Regions from separate parts of the Danio rerio genome. Here region 2 is linked to region 1. A link is a contact called in public Hi-C data. All regions are on one chromosome and are shown on one strand. The core of a region is the stretch at or near the end of the contact, and the rest is flanking DNA. Distances in the headings are between cores, read along the strand shown. Region 1 holds the start of ofcc1 (orofacial cleft 1 candidate 1). Region 2 holds the start of tmem14ca (transmembrane protein 14Ca).

Region 1 (6,721 bases), core at 3,660-6,159:
ACATAAGTAAAAAAGTTAAGCCAAGTCTAAACTGTTTTCATTTTATTAGAAGGTTTTAAACATATCAAACTGCAAAATTATACATGCACACAATGATATTCTCTCACGTGACGTATTGCATTACATCTTGGTCACAAGCCTCTACATTGAAGCCTATTGATTCAATAGATAAACAAGCAGTTAAAATGATGAACTTAAAGCCTATGCGCTGGCATCACTGTGAAGTTTTATGTAAACATAACCTTTTTAGTTTTGATAGTTTTATTAAATTTAATTATCTTAAATTGTTTTATAAATGTTTAAATAATCATGTTCCAATCCTGTTTTCTGATCTAATCATTAGGCATCAAACCTCCCACAGAGTTACACGGGCAACTGCTAAAGGTGACCGTCTAGTGCCAAAGTTTAAGACCTCCTTTGGTCAATCTGTCTTCTCTGTAAAGGGAGCCAAACTGTTGAATGATTTACCTGTTGGCCTAAAATCAGAAAGTAATATACATACTTTTAGTAGTGTTCTTAAAAGGTGGTTAAAAACAAAACAGCAGTGTTTGCACAAATAGTCTACTGTTAGTTTGTTGGATCATGTCGCCTTTGCTTTTGCCTTCAGTGATTTTATGTAAAGAATTATAATGTTGTGTATATGTATTTATTATATTTCCATTTTGTCCAGCCTCCTGTGGACAGGTGTTGAGAATTAGCAAGTTTGCTAAAACACTTAAACAGATGCATTTGGTTGTCCAGTGTAATTGTGATGTCTATGTAAAATACATAGATAAAAAATAAATAAATAAATTAATTAATTAATTAATTAATTAATTAATTAATTAATTAATTAATTAATTAATTAATTAATTAATTAATTAATTAATTAGTTAATTAGTTAATTAATTAATTAATTAATTAATTAATTAATTAATTAATTAAATTAATTAACAGTGAGTGAATAAATAAATAAATAAATAAATAAATAAATAAATAAATACAATAATAAAAATGTAAAAAGGAAAGTGGTATAACATTTCATATTAAATTTTTGAGGTTTTAAAACCTTGACTTTTTCAAACCATGGTAAATCTTGAAAACGGTTATCGTCTACTGTTTACACCATTTTCTATCCCTCAGAAAATAAGCTTTTTTTTTCCTTTTTCAAATTTTCCAAAATTTTAATTCTATAATTTATAAGCTTAATTTCCGATGGGGTCATCAATTTAGGTCTGCACAGTGAAGCAAGTCCCCGTGAGTCTGTATGCTTTTAGGTTTAAGTCTCCACCAGGATAAAAAAAAAAACGTGAAAACATACACACAAACACACACAGAATACAGTGTATGGTAATTTGACCTTGCTTCGCCTAAGTATTAAATTATTAACCAGTTCAGTCTGATGATTACAAGTTCAAAAGAATCTGGAGTTAATGCACACAAGCTGAGTTTGCTACTGGTTAACAGCACGTCAGCAGCTTACTCAGTGTATACAGGTGCAGCGCTTAGATGATCAAGGGCTCTTTTAGACATACTGCTTTCCCATATAATTAAGACACACACATATAAGCACACTACACATCATCTCATTTGCGAGAGGCTTTTACCCTCTGTAAAAGTCTTTTGTCCATAGTTAATATTTTCCTCATGTCAGTCAGGCTATTATCCAACAGTGAATCGGGTGTCTATTAGTTCAGTTGTGACAAACTCTGGTTCTGGGGAAAGACCTGATTCAGTGCTGCACTGTTCTGAGTATCTCCCTAAATAAACACTTCTGATTCAACTCTTCAAGACATGAGCTTCAAGTGAGTGTATCAGACATAAGACTCATCCAAACTGTGCAGTGTTGGAAAAAATCCAGACACGGGGTTGGGAATTCCAGCATCAGGTCATATCATGTGGAAAGAAGGTCTTTAAATTGAGCACTGCTTTCAGGAAATGCAGGAGAGATGCTTGGCTGACTTTTTTTCATGTGCTTTATTTTACAAACTCACTACAGTGATTATTTTAAGAGTTTCTCAGAACGCAAACCATAAACATAATGAGACCTGGCACCAAAAGAAAATTCTGAGTATTGTAGAAGGTTTTGTAAGTGGTTAAGTGCTAAACAAATATTGTATATCACTCCATCTGTAGAAATGAGATTAGCTGCATTTGCCTTCTAAGAAATTAAAAAGTAAACTTACCATTATTATATCACATACTTCACTGCTTTCACACTAGCTTCTCATGTGATCTCGGGTGCAAGCAATGTCAGAGTGTGAAAAATCAACTTTTTTTAACTCACTCAAATGCACCTAAGTTTGCTTGGAAAGTGTTTTGAGTTATGATTTATTATTAGAATAATACAGGTACAATTAAATTTTACTTGTTGTGACATTTAATTTGAATCATTTTATTTTCTGTGACATATTTAGCGTGCAATCAGGTGTTTTCCATTGTTGCTTCACTTTAAGTTCCTTACACAATACATTACACCCTAACAACCAGGGCATACAAGTATTTGCAAAATAACAACCACCTACCTGTGTTTGAACATACTAGGGACCACAAACTGTAGCACCAGCCCCACAGCACACCCTATGTGAAACAAATTATAAATTAAATAAATGATTGCACCAGTACATTGCATTTTAACACATATGTATGTATGTATGTATGTATGTATATGTGTATGTGTGTGTGTGTGTATATATATGTATATGTATATATATATATATATATATATATATATATATATATATATATATATATATATATATATATATATATATATATACATATATATATATATATATATATATATATATATATATATATATATATATATATATATATATATATATATATATATATATATACACACACACACACACACACACACACACACACATATACATATACATATATACACATATACATATACATATATATATATATATATATATATATATATATATATATATATATATATATATATATATTGCAGAAATTACTGTAAACGGTTAAATCAAATACTTGTAAAATTCTTCAATCAACTTCTTTCAACTGTTCATGGAGAAATTCCCGAAACATTATTTAGCATGTCTACCATCCACAACCTGCCATCTTTGTGCTGTGTATTAATTCTGTCATTTTTGTCACGGAATACAAAGAGGCCAATCATTTTTAATATACTATATTAGGCTATTTCATGACAGATTGCTACAAGTAGATAAATGAAACTATAGCGTATTTAAAAGCAAACTAGAATGCAGTTTACATTATTCTCTGATATCTACAAAGAACACATGTGGCTTGGTTAAGTGCAACAATTCTCCTGAAACTGTTTTACATGCCTATTTACAACCCTAGGAATTGCCCCTATGCTGAAAAAAAAAAAAAAGTCTATTTTTTACCTTAATTGGAAGAATCATGAGCCCTGTTCTGATGTTCCTCGATGTCCGCACAGCATGATGTACTCTGAAATACAAAATAGTTGTCAAAAATATTTTAGTTTTTTAGTTTTTAAAGAAATCAGCTTTTGTTTAAATTTGAGTTTCTCAAAGAGATGACTTTCTGTCTGACATTACGGACAAAAAATGTAATTAAATAAAATCATAATCTGGGTTTTTTTCTGAGAGGGTGCCAAATTGTCTAATGTGACCGCTTTAATTAAAAAAAAAAAAAAAAAAAAAAAATATATATATATATATATATATATATATATATATATATATATATATATATATATATATATATATATATATATATATATATATATTATTAATTCATTCATCCACAGGGGAATGAACCACCAACAACCGCCGATACACACTCTTTCACACACATACACTACAGCCAATTTAGCATGTTCAGTTCACCTATAGAAACCGGAGCACCTGAAACGCAACATGGGGAGACATGAAGAGAACATGCAAACTCCAGACAGAAATGCCAACTGACCCAGTCGGGGCTCAAACCAGCAACCTTCTTGCTGTGAGGCGATCGTGCTATCCATTGCATCATTATATATTTTAATCTAAAGGAATTATAAAGCGCATAACCACCTTCTTTCAGAGGGAGCAGCATTTACAACAGAACAGAATTTTAATACACTAACGTTAGACCAGGACTGTCCAAACTCAGTCCTGGAGGGCCGGTGTCATGCATAGTTTAGCTCCAACTTCCTTTAACAAACCTGCCTGGAAGTTTCTAGTACTTGGGTGGGCAAACTCGGTCCTGGAGGGCCGGTGTCGTGCATAGTTTAGCTCTAACTTCCTTGAAGACACCTGCCTGGAAGTTTAGAGTACAGGGGTAGGCAAACTGGGTCCTGGAGGGCCGGTGTCCTGCACAGTTTAGCTCTCACTCTAATGTTAATCAAACACACCAGCTTATAGATTTCTAGTGATCTTGAAGACACTGATTGGCATGTTCAGGTGTTTTTGATTAAAGTTGGAGCCAAAATATGCAGGACACCAGCCCTCCAGGACCGAGGTTGCCCACTAGAACGGTTTGATTAGCTGGTTCAGGTGTGCTTAATTGGGGTTGGAACTAAAGTAGGCAGGACACCAGCCCTCCGAGTTTGGAAACCCCTGCACTAGACCATCTACGCAAAACCGCGTTTAAAATCGAAATAATTGATAATTCTAATGAAATACAGATAGCCATTCAGTGGTAACGTTTATGACAGTTGCTCATTTCTCTGTATAGTTACACATGAAAATACCACATACTAGCATGTTTATACTCCAAACTCACATATTAGACAATTGTTTGAAATAAATCCTTACGTCAGATGATTCTGAAGTTATGTGATCATTAGTCACGCTGAATTAATGAATTCAGTTAAATCAACCTTTAGCCTAAATAGCATGACCGCTAAAGCTAACGCCGCCTCTATTGCAGTTCTGGAAGGAGTATAAAATGCGTAATGTGATTGGCTAATGCGTGCATCACGAGACCAAGTTAAGAAACGTAAATAAGTCATGCTAGCAATACCTTTTTATCTCGCTAGTCACTTTCTGGGTTAATCTTCTGTTTACAATGCAACTATGGGCATTTCCTTGGTTTCGTTTTTGGGTTTCCGTACGAGGGCGACCTCTGGCCCTCCTTCGGAGATTTGCTACTACTGTAACACACATACAGTATGCGATTTCTTGTCAAGATGGTCAAGACCTGCATTAGAGTCACAGGTAAGATCAATCGCTAACCCGATTTATTTTCGATTAATTGCCCAGCCATGTATATAAATATTTTTTGTGTCATACATTGTGCTGTGTAGAAAGTTACTTTTGAAAGTAATGTCTTACAATATTGAGTTACTCATTAAAATAGTAACTACTTCTTACTTTTTATGTGCTTTACATTAACTTACTTTTACTTGCTACTTTTTCTTTCTTGACTGAGGCTTGATTTCTTTAAGAACTTGCAGGGTTCCTTTTTATTTTTATTATTCATTATGTGATTACCAATGCATTTTATTACTGTTCTTATACCTTCATTTATTATTAAAAACACTAATAATATTTAATTACAATGATAATTGTGAGGATATTGTTGTCTTTGAAGTGATTCCTGACCCCAGAGCTATACGTACCGTATATACAGAGTATTAAAAGTTAAAAGCAATGTGTTTGGTACTTTTGTACTCCTTATCTTGTTAGTTACATATACGTCAGTTTAAGACAATCCCATTTTCCTTTTCTTTGATGCTTCAAAATAATGAGAAGCAGAAACTTCATTGGTTTAATGACGTGCACTGCAAAAACCTCACAACGCAAACACAAATGTATGTATTACATTTATATAGAAGTCAGAATTATTAGACCCCCCCCCCCACGCCCTGTTTATTTTTTCCCTAATTTCTGTTTAATGGAGAGAAGATTTTTTTCAACACATTACTAAACATAATAGTTATAATAATTCATTTCTAATAACTGATTTATTTTATCTTTGCCATGATGATAGTAAATAATATTTGACTAAATATTTTTAAAGACAATTCTATACAGCTTTAAGTGACATTTAAAGGCTTAACTAGGTTAATTAGGTTAACTAGGCAGGATAGGGTAATTAGGCTTGTTATTGTATAAGGGTGGTTTGTTCTGTAGAAAAATATAGCTTAAAGGGGCTAATAATATTGACCTTAAAATGGTTTTTAAAAAGTTGAAAACTGCTTTTATTCTAGCCAAAATGAAACAAATAAGACTTTCTTCTTCTTCAGAAAAAAAAGATCAGACAGGCTCTGAAATTTCCTTGCTCTGCTAAGTTAGAAAATATTTATTCTAGAGTTCTAAAACTTACATTTACTTATAAAACTTATTTACTCTGTCAAAATGTACTGCAATTAAATATACCCAAGACAAATTATATTTCAAATTTAGCTACTATAGAGATTGACACGACTGATGAGAAATGTTTTGATCAATATTTCTAATTAATGTCTAAGTAATTTAGTTTAATCAAAATTGTTTCATAATTTAGCGTTTTTTGATCTGAACCGAATCAACATTACTCTGACTATAGAGCTAAATAATAACACTGCGGTTTTTTAGAGCTCCTTAACAGCTGGATTTAAATTCCATATACACGTTTTAAAACAATCAGTATTCACTAAAGTACTTTTTCTTTTGGCTGGACCTGGTTTGTGTTTTTGACCACAGTTATCAGAGAGATTCAAAGTCTATAAGTAAATACACAATCAGCCGTTGTCAGGAATCTCCTCAAGATGTCCTCTAAATACTCCCTGTGGTCATGGTGT
Region 2 (7,312 bases), core at 1,096-3,595, 170 kb before region 1:
GAATAATAATAAAAAAACACTGAAGACACATGGTTGTAGTAAACAGTATGACCTAATTTATAAATGCAAGCTGCTTTAAGATACAGAAACAGAATATATAGATCCGGAAATAAATGCAAACCTAAAGACACCCAAATATTTCCAGGATCTTGTGATGTTTGGTAAGCACCAAAACCAGCCAAACCTCCAAAGACAAGCCCTGCTGCCAAAGACGGGACACTGCCTAAAAGACAAATCAGTTAGAAGAAAAGATTACTAAAACACTGAGAACACTTTCAAATTCAGTGGTTCAGTTCAGTTCTGGATCATGTTATTATCCAACAAATAAATAATCACTCCACATAAAACAGTAAATAAATAAATACAGTCTTATCAAACAGGTTTCTCTTCTTATAATCAACCATAGTTTTGTTACAGACAAAGACATGATTTTATAATAGAAAAAATACATTTGGAAAAAAACAGGCTTTTTTTTATTATTTTGTACTAAAACCATGGTTAAATTTCATAAGGGTAAAACTAATTGAGGTAAAATTGGTTTTATATACACACACTTGTTCAGTGATAACAGACATGCTCTCTGTATTGTTAACAATGATACTTTGAATATTTGGACTGAAGTTACATGTATGCCTTCAAAACAACATTAGCACTATTTAATTGACAGTGAACAATGTTGTACTTTGATAGTGATTGGCTGCTAATATGACTTTACTATTAAGAATTTGCAGTGAATACTTTTCTGAAATGTTATTATTAAGGCAAAAGTCTGAATTTGTAAATATGAAATCAACTTTATAGAGGTAAAGGTGGTTTTATATTTGGATATTCAGACATTCTTCTTAATGATATATTTTCATAAAAGTATTCTTTGCCAATAATAAATAGGGAAATCATATTAGCAGCTGATGATTATCAAAGTACAACATTGTTCACAGTCTATAAGATCAGTGGTTCTAAAAGTGGACAATGTCGAGGGGTCGCTTGGTGATTTCCAAAACTCAAATACATTTTATTAAACTATTTGAATTACCATATTTTATTCATAACCCACAGAAGACAGTTAATAGTTGTGTTAAAGAAATAACAACAACATACAAATAAAAATCAGCCATTTTGAAATGTAATTCAATTAATAAATGACTGAAAAAAACGTTATATTTTAATAGACTGTTGCATGTTTGTATTGTGTATATGCTCGTGTTTGTATATGCCGATAGTTAATAGTGGTAAAGTTAGTTTTATATTCGCACATTCAGATTTTTTCCTTAATAATATAAATTTCATAAAAGTATTATTTGCAAGCTCTAAACAGCGAAATCATATTAGCAGCCACTGACTATCAAAGTACAACATTGTTCAGTCAAATAAACAGTGTTAATGCTGTTTTCAAGTCACACTTGCATGCTAATTCTGATCGAATATTCAAAGTAACGTGGTAAACAATACAGAGACTTCTAAATGAACGAATGTGCGAATATAAAACCAACTTTACCTCTATCGATAGTTATGTGTGCAACGTTTGTATATTTGCTGTATGACCACCTTGAAAGATGGGGGTCGTGAGTCACTGGCATTGTTATTTAAGGGGTCGCGGGCTGAAAAGTTTGGGAACCCCTGTATTAGACAGTGCTAATGTTGTTTTAAAGTCATACTTGCGTTCTAATCATGACCGAATATTCAAATTAGCGTGGTAAACAATATAGAGACAGATAAATGAACGAATGTGCGAATATAAAACTAACGTTACCTTAATGTAAAAGCAGCCTACTATAGCATGAAAAAACAATCACCAGCAAATCCGGGTTAAAGGTTTGGAATAAAATATGTTCATCGAGCATTCTCATTACCTGCTTTAACATATCCAATGACTCCACCAGATGCAACTAGCGCTGCGTATCCATATCCAGCCCAATCCACTGCCATCCCTAACACCTGTGGACACATATCGACACATTTAAACCTCAGACGCCGACAGCTTACAGCCCCTGTCAACTGAATGCCAAAGCACACCTGTATAAAAACGACAACTGCAGTAGAATTCATGAGCAGCGTGATGAACCACACTATACAATGATCAAACAATCAACCATAACAATGAAAAGTGACAGTCTGAATGATATACACACACTCAAACGTCACTGATAAACTTCAGCTTATCTCAGCGTGAGCTTGCATTTCTATTAACAACCGTGATAGCAGAGAGCGGCGCGGTGTTTATTCAGCGTATTTGATTACTCAAGATACACCAGTGTAATGTGTTTATTAAAATTAGACTAATACTTGCAGCTTGAGAGTCTAATCTGCTGGATGTCCTTGGTTGCTTCGTGTAGTCAACTCGTAATGTGCGAAGTTCCTTATTACGTCATAAAGACTGACACACAAACACCAATGAAATTTTACGCACGTGACGTGTTGCGTTACAACGTTTCTCCTGTTTACTTATGGGAAATGAAGTTAAATCTTTGAACATTTTAAAGTGAAATAAACAGCCTCCCGCCACCTTGCTTTCCTTTCACATTTCTTTTCTTGTATATGCTTGATAAATGATATTATGTCTAAACTTTTACTAAATGTTAAATATATTTTATAGAAATGCATTACTTTTACTAATGTTTCCCTTTCTGTATTCTCATCGTGTATTCTGTAGAAACTTTTACATATATATATATATTTTTTTTTACAATCATTATCAATCGCGTGGTCAGCCAGGTAAAAGGGGTGGACCTGTTTTGCAGTTACTCGTCTCATTTTCTACTTAATTATGAGATTTAAAAACTGAATTTAGTGACATTTTAAGCTCTATTTTTAGCTGAATTAGCTTGCCGGATGGTCATTCTTACCACACTTTTTGATGCACAAAATATTTCCAAAATATTTGGAACAAAGAAATGTTTATTTTTTTAAAAACAAATTCATAACATCACATATCATAAAGTTTTAAATTAAAAACGGTAGCCTATTGTAATTTATTAGGCAAATAAAAAAACAATGAACTTTCCTTAGAATTTGGCCATTTAAATAACAAAAATTAAAATATAATAATAATAATAATTAAGAGCCTCTCTTGTAAAAAAAATGCATTTGAAAATTAATGAATAACAATAGCCAAAATAAAATAATAATAATAATAATAAGAAGAAGAAGAAGAAGAAGAATTCAGAGCCTCTAATAGTATTCAAATTAATTTTAATATGGGCTGCTTTTGGTGCTTCACTTGGTCAAACTTTGTTTCAAGAATAAGGTCCAAGATTTAGAATAAAAGTAGCAAAAGAATACAGTAGCGAAAGATGACTTTGCTTATGTGGGATATTCTTTTGCACAGCTGTATTTTGGACTCAACAATTGTTTGCATTGGCCAAAACTGATTAGCTGAAGTCACACCAGGGTTCGGCTTGGTCTTAAAACCTTTTTCGGTAGGTTATTTTTACTATTCATGATAGCCTAGCAGTCAAAAAAAGACAAATGAGCTTATGTATAGGACAAATTCTGGACCTTTGTCAGTGAGGGGGTGGGTGTTCCAAACAATAACAACAATAACGACAATTGGATACAATACAACTAAATCAAAGATACTTTGTTCATTAAACTTAAACTAACTGTTCAAATTAAAATATTAATCAATGCCATTTCACAATGTAACTCACACATTACACCTGACACTAACAGTGTAGTCATTAAATTCTAATTATGTAAGTAAACTGATACTAGCACAAAATTAAAAGGGACTTTTGCATTTTGATGCATAGTTATATGGAGACTGATGTATTTGTTTAAATCAAGAACATTTCACTATAGGTCAGATGATAGCAATTACCACAGAACATGACCCATATCAATAGATGCCATATTTCATCTTCATATACTTTGCCAGATATGGTACTCTTTTACTGATAACATTTTCATGTTTGACCTATGCTTGAAAATCCCTTGTAACTGACATAAGACTGGCTTTAACATGCCAGAACGTTCAAAGATGCTTGGCTAATGGAAGCATTCACTGTGATGTGTATGAGAACCTATGGCCAAATCCACAAGAACGGACTGATGAAAACTTATGACAGACAGTGAGCTATGCTTCAGATGACTACTATTCTTTTCTATTAATTTAAGTTTTTTTAATCTGTTGCGATAGCACTAATAAAATTCAAATTTAGTTATTCATAATATGGAATGCAAGTTTATATTTAATTTTACATATGTAAAATATGTCCTATTTGCAAAATACTTCAAAATATTGCAAAAATGGCTGCAGATATATCTTTTTCAACCACTGGAGTTACAAATATGTACATGTTCAAATATATTAGCTATATTTTATATATGTGTAAATATGTGCTATATTTTAATTATCCTAATAACAGATTTTCACCACGAAGACACTTCAACTAGAAATCAAACAGTTTAGCAACACAGCAATCTGTCATATTTGTTCATTCTGGTCTATAGCAGAGCTAAAAGTTAATTAATTACAGTTAATCAAGTTTATTTGTATAATGTTTTTCATGGTACTTTTTTTTTTTTTCATTTCAACACAACTTTAGCCTACATAAAGAAACTGTAGCATTTGTAGCATGTCATTAAAACTAAATCAGAAAAAAATTAAACTGCCGATTTATTTAACAAGGCTTCTTAAAGCTAAACGTACGCAGATACAACAGATATTAGCAGATATTATATAATAATGACTGTTTTCTTCCAGCCATGCGCCTAAAAGTTTTTTTCTCTTTTTAAAAATTGTTTCAGCTTAATCTTCTACCCCTTATACTTTTTTTTTAAATGTACACTAGATGGTGCCAGATGATTAAATGAGAAACGTTTGTCTTTTGTTGCGGGTCTCTGCAGTCGTTCAACATGGTTACGAACGACAGATCTCTCGATTCTAAACTAGTTAAACTGTCACATTAAGTAATATGATGTGTTTCTGTGGGTCAGGCATATATTTATCTATTTATTTTATTTTTTTATTTTATTTTTTTTATTTATTCATTCATGTACCTACTCGTTAAAAAAGTAGGCTAGTCTAAACTATGATCAGAATCTAAACAGGCTTACATTTAAGCACATTAGAAATATGTCAGGCTGTCGTTCAGCCTCAGTAAAGAAAGCAAAATGCGATAATAAAGGCATCCCTTGGGATTTGTCAATGGAAATGTGATAGAGAAACATTCTACTTCTAACATTGTCCAATAGAGGGCCCAAGAGAACGTTAGATGACTTAAGAGAGAACCCGTTTTCTTGATCTCTGAACTAACACTATTTCATAAAATGTGCAGACTAAAAGAGTAGGCTATTTTATATTTCACTGCTGGCCTGTCATGCAAAGAAAACCTGCTTTGATTGTACTTACATTTGCAATAGTTAATACTGATGTAAGCTAGAACTTTATAATTTTGTTGATTTTGCCAATTTTTAATGGAGCTGGATTATAATGGTGCTTTTTCGGAGACATTTAATCAGACACAAGCTGATGTTTTGCTCGGCTATGTATCAGCAATATACAACGATAATAATAATAATAATATTAATTATATATATATATATATATATATATATATATATATATATATATATATATATATATATATATATATATATATATATATATATATATATATATATATTAGCAAGCAACAACGATAAGAATCAATTGTCCGTTTAAATTCTACATTCTAGCCTGTTATAGCATTTCTAGACCTTTAAGTTGTGCCGTAATAAAAAAAATATATTTTTAAAAACATTAGAATGACAACACTGAATACAAATTTGATATCAGACTGATGTTGTCTATGCATTTTTGCGCATATAGTTTAATGCCGCTTTCTGAAATTAATTTATCGCTTCCACTTAGGTTAATTTGTAATTCTACAACTCTACTTACATTAACATGTGTTAATAATTTATACAGTTAAATGATGTAACAAAGCGACAGGGGTACCCATATTGCACGCTTGCAGCACACCAGAATATCTAATTTTTTAAGCCGTTGATAAAAAGTTGATATATTCCCAGACCGACACGGTGGTTAGAGTGTTTATTTAGATTTCACTCAATAACTCTTTCGATGATCAAAATGACAGGAAGAAATACCAGTATGACTTAATAAAAGTGAATGTTAATCAAGTGAAAATGATTAAACAAACATTTGTTTAGGGATAACTGTCTCATGACGCAAAATTATATAATATGCAAATATTTTAACATTGTCAAAATTAAAACAAAAAGTGGGAAATGTCACACTGCTCCTGCTCTTGAAGCAGGAATCTCAACTTTTACCTTTTTCAGGTGTCGTTGTCGTACACGTGCCCATAGTAGAGCGCATGCGCCGTGAGGTGGTTCTCTGTTTTTATTGCCAGGTGAGTAGATTTTGTTCAGGTAAAGTGGAATTTTGCTTAAGGACACAAGACCCAATGATATTGTGTCATGTACCACATTCAGAAAGAAGAGACAAGAATGTCACTAATGGGCAAAATGGGAGACTGGCAGGTACGTTCTCTTCCTTAAGATATGAGGGTGATGCTGCTTTTACTTTTAATGAGTATTAAACCTTTTCTGATGAACGTTTTATATATATAACAGTTAATGATTAAAAGCCTTTAAATAAAAAGCTACGAGCTAAAACTGTATCACCCTAGATCTCCGTTAGAGACTGAGTGAAGAAAGGGGTGAGGAAAATGATCAGATTTCTCTTTAAAAAAACACTCTTTATGTAGTCAGAAAAGGGCAACTTTGCTGTTAGAACATGAATATGCCTACTTATTTAGGCTATTTTACTTTCTGCTTTAATTATTTTATTTTAGTCTATTTGCTGTTTTTTTATTGTTCGGTCTTTGCAGGCCTTCGTATACATTTTTCTATGGCAGGATAAATGGGAAAAACTATATTACTATTTTCTCTCTACGTTTGTTATCACACTGTTTTACTGTGCACTGCGTCCCTGTGCACTGTCCTTAAGTATTGTGGTCCAGAGTAAAAAATAACACAAGGGATTTTAGATTTTTGTCACACGAGTATACAATTTTCTCATTATGAAAATTGCGACAAAGTTTTAGGAATGCAGACTAGTTCTTAATTTTCTTTTGTGCGACTGGTTTCAGCGATGCGGACCCCCAATCAATAAGCAGCGAACAACAAAGCAGCACACCCCATTCATATCTACTGCGCGTTTCTCTGCCTCTCCTAATCATCATTGTGTCTTAGTTTCTTTCGGCCTCTCATTAATGACAACTGGACTCACCCCACCAAAAATGGTAATGGAGGTAATGGAAAGACAACGCCTTAGACTCGGCGACCTGTCTTCTGACCTCATTCA

The links. A called contact is a pair of places that touch in the nucleus more often than the background predicts.
Region 2: a contact with region 1 is called in a Hi-C map of an unstated tissue, with 5 times the contacts expected there. The contact joins the promoter of tmem14ca here to the promoter of ofcc1 in region 1. A contact is called at or near these places in 2 of 18 Hi-C or Micro-C datasets (caudal fin and an unstated tissue) and 2 of 4 datasets of contacts at active chromatin or transcription factors (caudal fin and gastrula embryo).

The regions. Positions count from the first base shown.
Region 1 is chr24:8,910,478-8,917,198 of GRCz12tu, reverse strand. It overlaps ofcc1 (orofacial cleft 1 candidate 1), which reads left to right and starts at 4,909. Exons shown (of 22, transcript XR_012399704.1): 1 at 4,909-5,153. It also overlaps a transcript of tmem14ca not described here.
Region 2 is chr24:9,079,767-9,087,078 of GRCz12tu, reverse strand. It overlaps tmem14ca (transmembrane protein 14Ca), which reads right to left and starts at 2,345. Exons shown (of 5, transcript NM_001045438.1): 1 at 2,284-2,345; 2 at 1,851-1,935; 3 at 122-223. The coding sequence starts at 1,926. tfap2a (transcription factor AP-2 alpha) reads left to right here and starts at 6,397. Exons shown (of 7, transcript NM_001319158.1): 1 at 6,397-6,486. The coding sequence starts at 6,424.